Regions from separate parts of the Mus musculus genome. Here region 1 is linked to region 2. The links are chromatin contacts, called in public Hi-C maps. All regions are on one chromosome and are shown on one strand. Each heading gives the region's core, a stretch centred on a gene start, on an enhancer-like site or on the middle of the called end of the contact. The rest is flanking DNA. Distances are from core to core; before and after follow the strand shown.

What was found. A called contact is a pair of places that touch in the nucleus more often than the background predicts.
Region 1: a Hi-C map of uterus shows a contact between it and region 2, with 2.7 times the contacts expected there. The contact joins two enhancer-like sites. A contact is called at or near these places in 1 of 15 datasets of contacts at CTCF or cohesin (the NIH/3T3 cell line) and 7 of 484 Hi-C or Micro-C datasets (the C2C12 cell line, adipose-derived mesenchymal stem cells, nephron progenitors and 1 more).

What each region holds. Positions count from the first base shown.
Region 1 is chr8:78,000,060-78,005,514 of GRCm38.p6, forward strand. No RefSeq gene overlaps it. Among named protein-coding and RNA genes, the nearest start is that of Gm29895, 42 kb to the right of the region's middle. Within about 2 kb of position 1,867, at least 39 of the 459 cell types and tissues checked have an H3K27ac peak or open chromatin away from gene starts, as enhancers often do. A contact at or near this core is called in uterus, where this site is marked.
Region 2 is chr8:77,831,046-77,836,441 of GRCm38.p6, forward strand. No RefSeq gene overlaps it. Among named protein-coding and RNA genes, the nearest start is that of Gm23981, 26 kb to the left of the region's middle. Within about 2 kb of position 3,781, at least 10 of the 459 cell types and tissues checked have an H3K27ac peak or open chromatin away from gene starts, as enhancers often do. A contact at or near this core is called in uterus, where this site is marked.

The DNA.
Region 1 (5,455 bases), core at 617-3,116, 170 kb after region 2:
GTGCATGGTGGGATGGGAGGAAGACGGAGAGAGCCTAAGTTCTGAGCTTGTGAAATAAGGACTGACTTTAGAAAGCACGTGAACAGCATTGCTGTGAAGGTAAAAGTCAAAGGGTTTAATCCTATCACCCAGAGTAAGAAAACTAGAAAGGCCCTCTCTGCCGGTACTGGTTTGCATATTTGCATATTCTCTCTCTCTCTCTCTCTCTCTCTCTCTCTCTCTCTGTCTGTCTGTCTTTCTCTCTGTCTTTCTCTCTCTGTGCCTCTTTGTCTGTCTGTCTCTCTTTCTCTGCCTCTCTGTCTGTGTGTGTGTGTCTGTCTGTCTTTGTGCGTGACTGTGTGATTGTGTGACTGTGTGTCTGTGTATCAGTGTGACTCTGTGAATAGGTTCATGTGTGCATGCACACATGTGTGTGCAAGTGCTGAGGCCTGAGATTAGTCTAGTTCCTTCCTCCATGTCTTCCCTTATCTTTTTGAGACAGGCTCTCCCTTATCATTTTGAGACAGGCTCTCCCATCTATTTGCCTATGCTTAATTATTTCTTGGGCCCAGGGCCTCCTGCCTCAGCTTCCCCACAGCGGGGGGGGGGGGGGGGGGGGGCTCTAGGCTCTTGCGGCCAATCCCAGGCTTTTTTGTGAGTGGCAGGGATCTGAACTCAGATTTTCATGCTTATATGACACGCCTTTGCCCACTGAGCCCACTGAGCCTACTCCTCAACTGGGACTTGCACATTTCTATGGGTGATCTGATGTGGAAAACTTTAGTTGTATAGGCAAGTTAGGCTCTGCACAATCAGAGACTACAAAAGAAAATGTAAAACCCTGGGCTGTATGGGCCAAATGGTACATGGAAGAGTCTCTTCAGTGTGGATACAACTAGCCTTATTAATAAGCCCTGTGGTGTGGGTGATACATAAGATGAGGACCGTGTGGGAAGCAGAGGCTTGCAAGAACCTAACCCTGTACTTCTCCTGGGAAGGAGAGTAGAACAGTCACTAACTCGGCATGAGGTGAATACAGAATACAATTACAGATCCCAGAAGCATCTACTGCATGCTCACCTGAAATAACAGGATACATTAAGTACCATCTGACATCTCTGGAAATGAGCAGTCCACTCAGCTGTTCCTTTTTAATCTCCTCATGATGATGCCTTTGATTTCAAGGGAATTCCATATGAAGAATTACTTCTACAGAGCTGTCAGCCTGCCAATCAAAAGATCTTGACCTTGTGTGCAATTAAATGGCCATTGTCTTCAGCCCAGGACTGCAAACTGGAGTACAGCTTCATGAGCGTCGTTTCTCAGTTTGGCTTTTTGAGGAGCCAGAACCTTGATTTTAAGGGTCAGGAAGGTTCTCCCAGGTGGAGGCATCTATGTGTCACCAGACTTGGAGGAACGTTTTATAACATTTTATGAACTGACAAAAGCCCATGGGCTCTTCTAGGCTGGGTGAGTGTTACATAAGTCCTATATCCACACAAACAAAAAGATAAATGAAGTATTGGTCAAGTGGTCAAACCTGTAGATTGATAATTTAACATATATTTATGCATGCATAATCACACAGAGAAATAGAAGAGTGGTAGAGAATGTGTGAGTGAGATTTGGAGTGTTGCTGTGACATCCCACATCTTGTTGCATAGCAATGCCTTGACATGTAAATAAGAAAACAGGTTGTATCCCAATCTGCTCTGAATTCCTCCTGCGTGCATTCTGTCAGAGTTCCTGACAGAATGTGAGCTCCAGATGAGCAGACCTTCTGTCTACTTCATTTACAGATGTGTCCCGAGTACCTAGAACAGTGCTCAGCACTGTTCTATGGATGACAGTCTGCACTCTCAGAGGAGATCCCTGGTGCTCACTTGGTTTGTGCCGGACTGCTGCTGTCCTGTGCTGTATGTGTTGGACTGTTGTTCTTACGTGTCAGAGTCTGTTGGAGTGGGTTGTGTTCTTAAGATCCGTCTTTATCACTGTTTGTCTAGGGTTTACAGGTCTCTGACATCTGCTCTGAACAAAACCTCTGCCTGCCTTACTCAGCCACACAGGAATGCCATTGTTACATTTTCTTCTGCTCCAGTCCGTTCCTGGTGCTAGGAATGCCTTTCTGTAATAGATTCCCTGGCATCATATGGTAACGAAAGGGTGCTTTAAAGAATGCTAATTTAAACCGCTCTTTAACTTGCATGTTTTCAGTGTGGGCAGTGAGGGAGGAGGTTTGAAGCAAGACAGCTGTGAGGTTTGCCTAGCAGCTGAATGCTGCATGGATTAGCTGGCTCCTTCTTTTCTGGTAGTGGGTAACCCCTTAAAGGAACATGCCCTGGCTGGGGAAAGGCACACCTGTGTGTAGCCAAAGGGAAGAGTTTTAAAGATGGGGCACAGTTTTCTGCACCACCAGCTTTGCACTCAAAAAGTGATACTGCTAAGAAGTTTAGAAAAATGGGGGTGAGATGGGGGTGGGTGGGAGGGGGCATTGCATCCATTCAGCTTTTCTGTGGACCAAGCCACGAATCTGGGTATTTCTCCATGAGCAATTACCATCTGAGGTTTAGAAACCACAAAGCTGCTGGGTAGAAAAAGAAGCTCAAACGCAGATAAGTGACCCATGATGGCTTGTGGGAACCTGACATCTCTCTTTAAGAATGGTTCCTGAGATGCCTGGCCTTCCCGTGTTCTGTGACTTTGTGCTTAGAGGTGTAAAAGGGTTCATTTCAGCGAGCCTGTGCTCTGTTGGCAGTTCAGCTGGCCTCGATGCTCGCCAAAGTCCGGATCCATTTGAATTTTCCTTTCTGTTCTCTTTTGGGTTACCGTTCTGTTGGAAGTATCGCATGACTCTAAATGACACTGTATTTCCAGAAACTAGACTTGAAGTAGCTGACAATTTTTTTAAGATTTATTTATTTATTTTATGTAAATGAGTATACTGTAGCCTACATGTGGTTACTGGGAATTGAACTCAGGGCCTCTGCTTGCTCCAGTCCCACTCTGTCCAGCCCAAAGATTTATTTATTATTATTATATGTAAGTACACTGTAGCTGTCTTCAGACACACCAGAAGAGGGTGTCAGATCTCATTACAGATGGTTGTGAGCCACCATGTGGTTGCTGGGATTTGAACTCAGGACCTCTGGAAGAGCAGTCAGTGCTCTTAACGGCTGAGCCATCTCTCCAGCCCAGCTGATCAATTTTTTTTAAACTGCACGTATTGGATGTGTTGTTATTGCTACTGAGAAGAACAGTGACTATTATTGATGAATCTGTGGCATATTAAGGGACACAGTTGACCAGAGTAAATATGTCCAGTCGGAAGGTCTGGGAGCAGTTGGCAGACAATGGCAGATGTCTGCTCACTAGCGGGTCCAGTTGAGCTTGTGTAAACTCCGAACTCCCTGGAACTTTACACTATATCTTTGCCAATGATTTAAACATGCTTTTCTAGGGCCGTATTTTTCTATATGATCCATATAATCCTAGCGTGAATGCCATTCTTTTCTCAGACTCCTTTTATTACTCATTCATACAAGCACACATTTTATGTAGTTTACACAGTTCCACTGATGCTAGAAATATATTTCCTCAATTCCCTTTTCTTTCTTTATAATTCTGAAAATAGTGACTATGTCATTTGCGATTTTGTTTTGTAATCTTAATATTAAGCAGTTACTTTGCTTCTAAATCCTGCTGCTGTGACGAATTCTGTGAGCCATGTGACATCTTCATGTCAACAGCTCCTTCCCTGAGCCATGTGACATCTTCATATCAACAGCTCTTCCCTTGGCTCTGTACTTGATGGTTTTTGGGTGCAGGGCAGGCAAAACCCTCAAATGTGAGATTGTGGTTACAGAGGGTGCAAACATTGTTCAGGCCCCTAAAAGCTGTCCCGGAACTCAGTGCTTGCTTTTTTCATCTCTGAGATGTGTTTTTAGTAATATGTAATGTGTATTCAGTACAAGTTGGTCCCTGCTGTTGTTGTCACCATCACTGATGCTGTAGTTGTTGTTTTTAGCACACCTTTGTCTCCTTGGAGGAGATGGATATAGCAATACAACCTTGGTCATCAGACTGATCTGTATGCTTTTTGTTTTCTCTCCACATTTGCAAAATGTTTTCAGCTCTTTGTTTTTATTCCTTCTGAGTGCCGACAGCCCTCTTCTTACGACAGTGATCTCACTTTTCTCGGTTTTCTTCTCTTTTTTAATCAAGGACATTAGAGTATGTGAGGAAGGAAATACCATTGTCTCAGACTCTTGTCGTCTATTCAGGACGATGTAAAACTCTGACCTCTAGTGGCTGTGCGCTGTAGTTGCAAGCCAGGTCCCTCAAGTCTGAACCCAGGAAACAGCAGCCAGCTTCAGATCCGAAGGGATGAGCACCCAACGGTTTGAAAACTCTTTTGACACATCAGATGATTCCCCTTATGTCTGTCAAGACAGCCTTCTTCTTCTTTACCAAGGAGTTAGTTTATGTCTCCGCTTCCAAAAATACACCAATTTAAATAAATGATCTAAAGACAATACTCTCAAAATATGCTTTCCTCCAAAGCACCCTGCCCAGGACTACCACTGCCTAATGATGTAATCCAGAGACTTCAGAAAACAATAGACCACTAAATCTTAGGAGACCTTAGTGGGTCTAAACATCTTTAAATGAAATATTCCTTGGTTTCAAAAATGATAACATACAAAATGTAGTTAGTTATGTTCTAAAAACTAAAATCCTGAGAAGTGGTTCTGGGGTACACTGCTTTATCAATATGACGTGGGGAATCAATCCTATTGTGAGTTCACACGAAGCTCATGGAACACACGTGAGATATTTGTATGTTTTTAATGGTTGTGTAAAATGAGGTGCGATGAAGTTCGTTGGCTTATTTCTGTTAAATTTCCTTTGTTTTCTGGCTTTGATAAAATGAATGAGTGGATGGATAGGGCAAAGCGAAAGCTTCGTACCCAGGAGTGTGCCCAGGAGTGTGCAGCAGGGACACGGCCGGAGAAGCTGCTGAAGAGAGGCTGATGGAGCTCACCCAACTGTGTGCCTCCTTGCCTGCCGTGATGTAGGCTGGGGCGGTTACGGTTGGGGCGGTCTCAGCAACAGCTCAGCGTTTCCTGCTGTTCCCACACAGATCTCACCTCACTAAGTGGGCACCGGTGTTTCTTATTGCCTCCAGTTGGGAAACTTGTCCTTTGAGACTCAGTTCATTAACCCTCCTCTACTTGTGTACAGTTGGACCTGACTTCAAACAGGTAGAATTAATGCCTTCTGGCAAGAGAACCTCTACATTTTACTATGATTAGCTTCAAAATCAATCGCCTAAAGTCTGATTAATTTCTTTGAAAGCTTGCTAAATGGACTCTGTGCTTATAATATGTGAATTCAATTCTATATTGTGAGAGATCATTGCTGCGTGTATATAGTTATTGCACAGCTATTCCACAATAGCTGAAGAAAATTAATACTT
Region 2 (5,396 bases), core at 2,531-5,030:
TGCTGAGTTTAACTTTGTGCCTTCGGATTGGCGGTGCCTCCTTCTCCATCTTATTCCTCTGCATCCCTTCAGAGTCCCAGCATCAAACACGCTAGCCACATTGTAGCCCTGCCATCACCAGCTCTTCCTGAAGGATAACCTGGGGCTGAGAAAGGAAGCTCCAGAGAGAGCTTCCGGAGTGCTGTTTGCTTGATGTGTGCGCTCATGAAGTTATTACTGTGACGCTCTCGCTGCATCACTTTTTAATACTCTTGTTGCTAGTGGTGTTTTAATTCTGTTCTGCAGATAAGGGATAAAAAATTTGCATGGTGGCAAGGGCTTCCACTCTGAGCCTGGCCATGCCTCCATTTCTCCAAACTTGCCAACCTACCTCTTCTTTTCCTTGGTTTTAATATGCTTTTCTCAGTTCTCTTTAGCTGATGGTCTATTGCCTACGTATAAAGCTGGCTCACTTTCCTTGGTGAGTTGTCACCTAAGGCTCAGATCTCAGTCTAAATACCTCATCCCCAGGAATACCTCTTAGATGTCATTCTTAGCACCTCTGTCCTTTTAAAGTCTTAACACCAATTCCACTGGTATTTGCTTAGGACTCACCATTTCCCCTGAATGTCAACTCTGTGGACAGCAGGAACTCCAACTGCCTTGTGCTTGTTGCTTAATGTTTAGCTTAGAAAACCCTTCAGTGGATGTTTATTGAATGAAAGAATTTACCTGGGCAAAGTTTTACTTGGTGGATGATTTTCTGGTTTGTTTTGTTTTGTTTTGTTTTGTTTTTTGTTTCTTTCTTTCTTTTAAGTCTTTATTTATCCCTTTAAATAGTGCATGAGTACTATCCAATCTTATAAAACACACTCTTGGTTTAATAATAAAGATGATACATTTGTTGTTAGTAAAATAATTTATCTTTAAAAGTCACTTTACAAAGGCAGTGCATGGTATCACGTAAAATAACAGACTTCCCTGAGGTCTCATATTGTACCTAAGTTTGTTTGTTTGTTTGTTTATTTATTTATTTAAGATTTAATGTACATTTATTCTTAACACGTGGAACATATAGTGTAAAGATTTCATTCTGAATAAATGATATTCATTAAGTTCAAAAGGGGAAAAAGGAGGAATTTACATCAAGATTTTAGCTACATTGTTGAAATACAAATATGTAGATTTTATCACTGAAAAAAAAATCTCAATCGTGTTTCTTCACCAGGAACTTCAACTGAACCTAGAACTTTTTCACACCTCGATTAGAAAGGAAACAAAAACAAAACAAAATCCCAGGGGAAAAAAAAAAAAAACCTCTCTAAATTGATTGGCTGCTGAGCCAGTAAGGGCTTTTTCAGAGATCTGCAGAGCATCGCATCAAGAAGGGCAATGTCGGGCAAGAGATTAAATAGCTGTGTCTCGATTTGTACAGGTCACCAACTTGTTAACTTGCCATACTATAAAAGAGTAACTGGGAAGGGGCCCAAACTGTGAAGAATTCAAGAGTTTGTGCAATGTACAACGTCATACACACACACACACACACACACACACACACACACACACACACACACACACGGCAGTGCAGTTGCTACAGCTAAAGGTTAAAATCTACCAGTTCTACAACCAAGGAGGAGAGAAAGAGGTCAGGGTGTTGTAGGTTCACATATGATACTTTGGAGGCAAAGCCCTTTTTTGTTTTTCTCCTCAACATTTAACTAAAAACATTTTTTAAAATTACAGCTTGCTGCTGACCCAGCGTCTTCTCTCATTTCCATGTGAGACGCTATTATTACAGTATGCTTACAGTATCAGGTGTACAGTACAGTACATGAAAGGATCTACACTCTACTGCACAGGCCTCTCCAGTGAACAGAGCCTGCTCACAACTTCGAACTTCTCGGCTCCTGCGAGATTGTGAATGGACAGCGACAAACCACTCAGCTGTCACCTTTGTCCTTCAGGGTTTTTTTTTTTTTTTTTTTTTTAAATAAAATTATAAGATTTGGCTGACATAAGTTTAGAGAGCATTTGTATTGAGCAAGCAAAATGTGTAGTTTTAATTCATGTAATTGGAGATAATGCTTAAATAGAAAGGACCTTAGCTACCAGTCTCACTCTACTGATGGACCAATAGAGATTTGGAGGCATCTCTCAGAGAAAAATATACAATACATGTTAGCATATTCTCTCCCAGAACAAATTCTGCCAGGCAAAGGGCTTCGTGGAAGTAGGTCGCAACACTGGAAATTACTGTTAGTTTGCACACAGGAAACCATCAGTGGGCTATTACTGGGTGGGGTTTTCTGAAGACTCTGGGACTTCCAAAGGTTGTGTGTTTCATTTGGGTCCTGCTGGCTGTCACTGTTGTTCCCTAAAGTCTACAAAAGCCGCTTTGCTTTAAGGAGCGTGAAGCTTATTGAACTTGCTCTCACACAGCCAGAGGAACGGTTCCTGACATGCTAGTTGTCATGGAAGAGTTGTGTACAAAGAAACCAAAAGTGACCAGCAGCCTGGAAATTAGGGACAGGGCCCATCTACAAGTTACTTTCTGTGTTAAAATGCAGGTGATTTTGAGTGTGCAGCTTTGACCAGCATCCCTAAGCTTGCCACGTCCGAGTCATCTTGGGAGGGTAGCACACTGTAGGTATTTTAGTTCAGCTGCTGGGAACCCTGTGGGTGCTAACTTTCGAGAGTAATTCATTTTTCTACATTTTTCTATGGCACCTATAAAAATGTTCTTTTTAGTTTTAAAAATGCATGTAACAAATCTCAGAGTAAGCACAGGCCACAAGGTAGAAAACTGGTTAGCAGGTTGCACTGAGTAAGGGGGTATACAGAGTGTGAGCACTGGGGTTTACTTTTAGGTCAAATATTTCTTTGATTAATTGGGAGACAATATAAAAATTTTATATCTGTTCTAGAAAGTTATAGTTTGGACATTTGTATCATGGCTATGAAACTAGGATTTTCAAACTCAGATTTTTTATTTTATTTTAAATGCCCATCAGCAGTGTGTAAGTTGAACTGACTTGTATTAATGAGAATGTCTATTGCTGTTGTTTGGGAAAAATTCAGTCCAAATGAGAACCTTGTGGGTTCTGTATTCTCATCTTTGAGAATTACCCAATGCAATACCATTATTAACTAAAGCAAACAAATAAACCCTTTTGCAAATTTTAGATTGGAAAAAGAAAAGAAAAGAAAAGAAAAACTTTGGTTAGTTATGTTTGCAAGAATTTTTCTCTGAAAGATGATGAAAGAAAATTTCCTCTAGTTATGTCTTCTGGTGTGTGTGTGTGTGTGTGTGTGTGTGTGTGTGTGTGTGTGTGTTTCTGCGTGTGCACATGCATTCATTTGTGGGAAGGGTGCACTGGGCAACCCTCCATGTTTCCACAACATGTCTGTTCTTTCTTCCTTTGTGTAAGCTGGAGAATATTGCCCAAGTTCCTCATGGAACTCTGCTGCAACTGATGCCAAGGAAAAGGTGTTGCTTGACGAGACAAACAATAATACAGCCCGAAGAAATCACTGGGTCTAGTTAGTGTTTGAAGTCCAGCTTGACACGGAGAGAAACGCAGAACACGTTCTGGGCTGAGTTGTATGCAGCATAGGAGACTTTGAGAGACAAACAAGCTTAGGAACTTGAAATCCTCGTGGAAGAGGAAAAGCCCCTCTTCCCTGTGCAGTATTCTCTTGAACTAGCAGCTCATGCCGGCAGCCGCTGTGGTTCATCTCCTTCCTCACAGCACCTGACACTGGGATGTCTTCACGTGGGTGTTGTTTGTCTGGGGAACTGTGTTGAACGAATTTGGGAAAGATCCTAGCCTAGGTCTTTAACAACGGTTTGCAAAGCTTCCAGGGTTCTTGGGAGAGGACAGGAAATGTTAATTTAAAAATAGTTCTCCAAGCCAAGGAAGAAGAGACAAGGGGGAAAAAAAAGCATTTCATTTCTTAATCTGTTTGGGTTACCTCTTAGGAGATGAATAAGGAGAGGATCTGGGGTTAGGACACAGGAAGCGATTTTAAGAGATGTCTGGATGCAGGCCCTCTCTCTCTTTCAGAACTCTTCTCAAATATTTTTAGAGAAAGTCCTTTCTTTAAAAAAACAAACAAACCTGTTTTAGAGGGAAGAGAACTGAGAACGTCTTTGAATAGTCCGAATGACACCATCAAAATCATTTTTAGACTATTTTTTAAAGCTCTGGTTGCAGCTAAGAAAACAGAAAATGACCTATAGATTCTGATATTGTGCATCTTGGGATGACATAACATTTTTTGCCCTTTAATTTTCTTCAGGTCCAAGATATATTGCCTTCTGCCTTGTTTGTGGGTGGGAGACAGATTCTCAAGCAGCACAGGATGGGCTGAGACTCACCTCTTAGCTAAGGGTGATGGTGAATGTCTCAGTCTCCTGCTTTGGCCTCCCAGTGTGAATGCTAGCATTACAGTTGTGCCACCACGACTGATTTCATAAGGCACTGGAGACAGAACCTGGGCCTTCTGCATCAGAGGCAAGCACTTTCTCTGCTACATTACACCCCCAACCCCCGATTTTTAAATTCTAAAACCTCCTAAAACCACTACCCATTTTTCTTCACATGTTTTTTTCCTGCTTCTGCAGCAGTCCTTATTACCACTGTTATATTTTAAAACTACTCTTGGGAATTTCTTTCCCTGACGAAATGATGGCCTGGCTTTCATTTTTCTTCAGAGGGGTTGGGAAAAATTTAAATATTGACTTCAGCTACCAAGGCTTTGTAAAAGAAGGGTCACCTCTCTGTCCATCTCCCAACCCCGCTTTGACTTAAAAAAGGAAACTTAATGATACAATGTTGCAAACAACATGAAAGAGTTGGTACAGATCCCGGCAAGCTGTTACAAACACTTTCTTATTGATACAATGGGACTGAAAGGCAACATTCTTCTCTTCACTGCTTTCTTGCTGTAGAGATGGATGGCTCCCAGTACCTTGCTCCTTTTCCAGTGAGCATTGAAATCTGTAACATATTTTGTGATCTTTGACTGAACACTACTTTCAAAGACACTTTCTATTACTATAGAAAATCTGGTTGTCTTTGATGAACATTCCATCTGGTTATGGAATAAATGGAACTTCTGGGAACAAGCATTTGTTTTGTCTTGCTTGCCAGGATGCTGAGTTTCTTTGACTGCCAGGTCCCAGCTTCCCTGAGCCTCTTATTCTTAACTACCCTGAAGAGTTGCCTTCTGGGTGGGAAAAGCTGGGACTGCCTCTCTTTCCTCCTGTTGATTTCTAAGTATCATATACTCTATGATTTGTCTTGATGAAAGTTTTATGTCCTTCCCGCAGAAAGGTAACGTTGTTTGATGACTTGATATTTGAAATGCTCATCTGCAGGGAATGATTGTGGATTTTGATGTATTTATTTGTT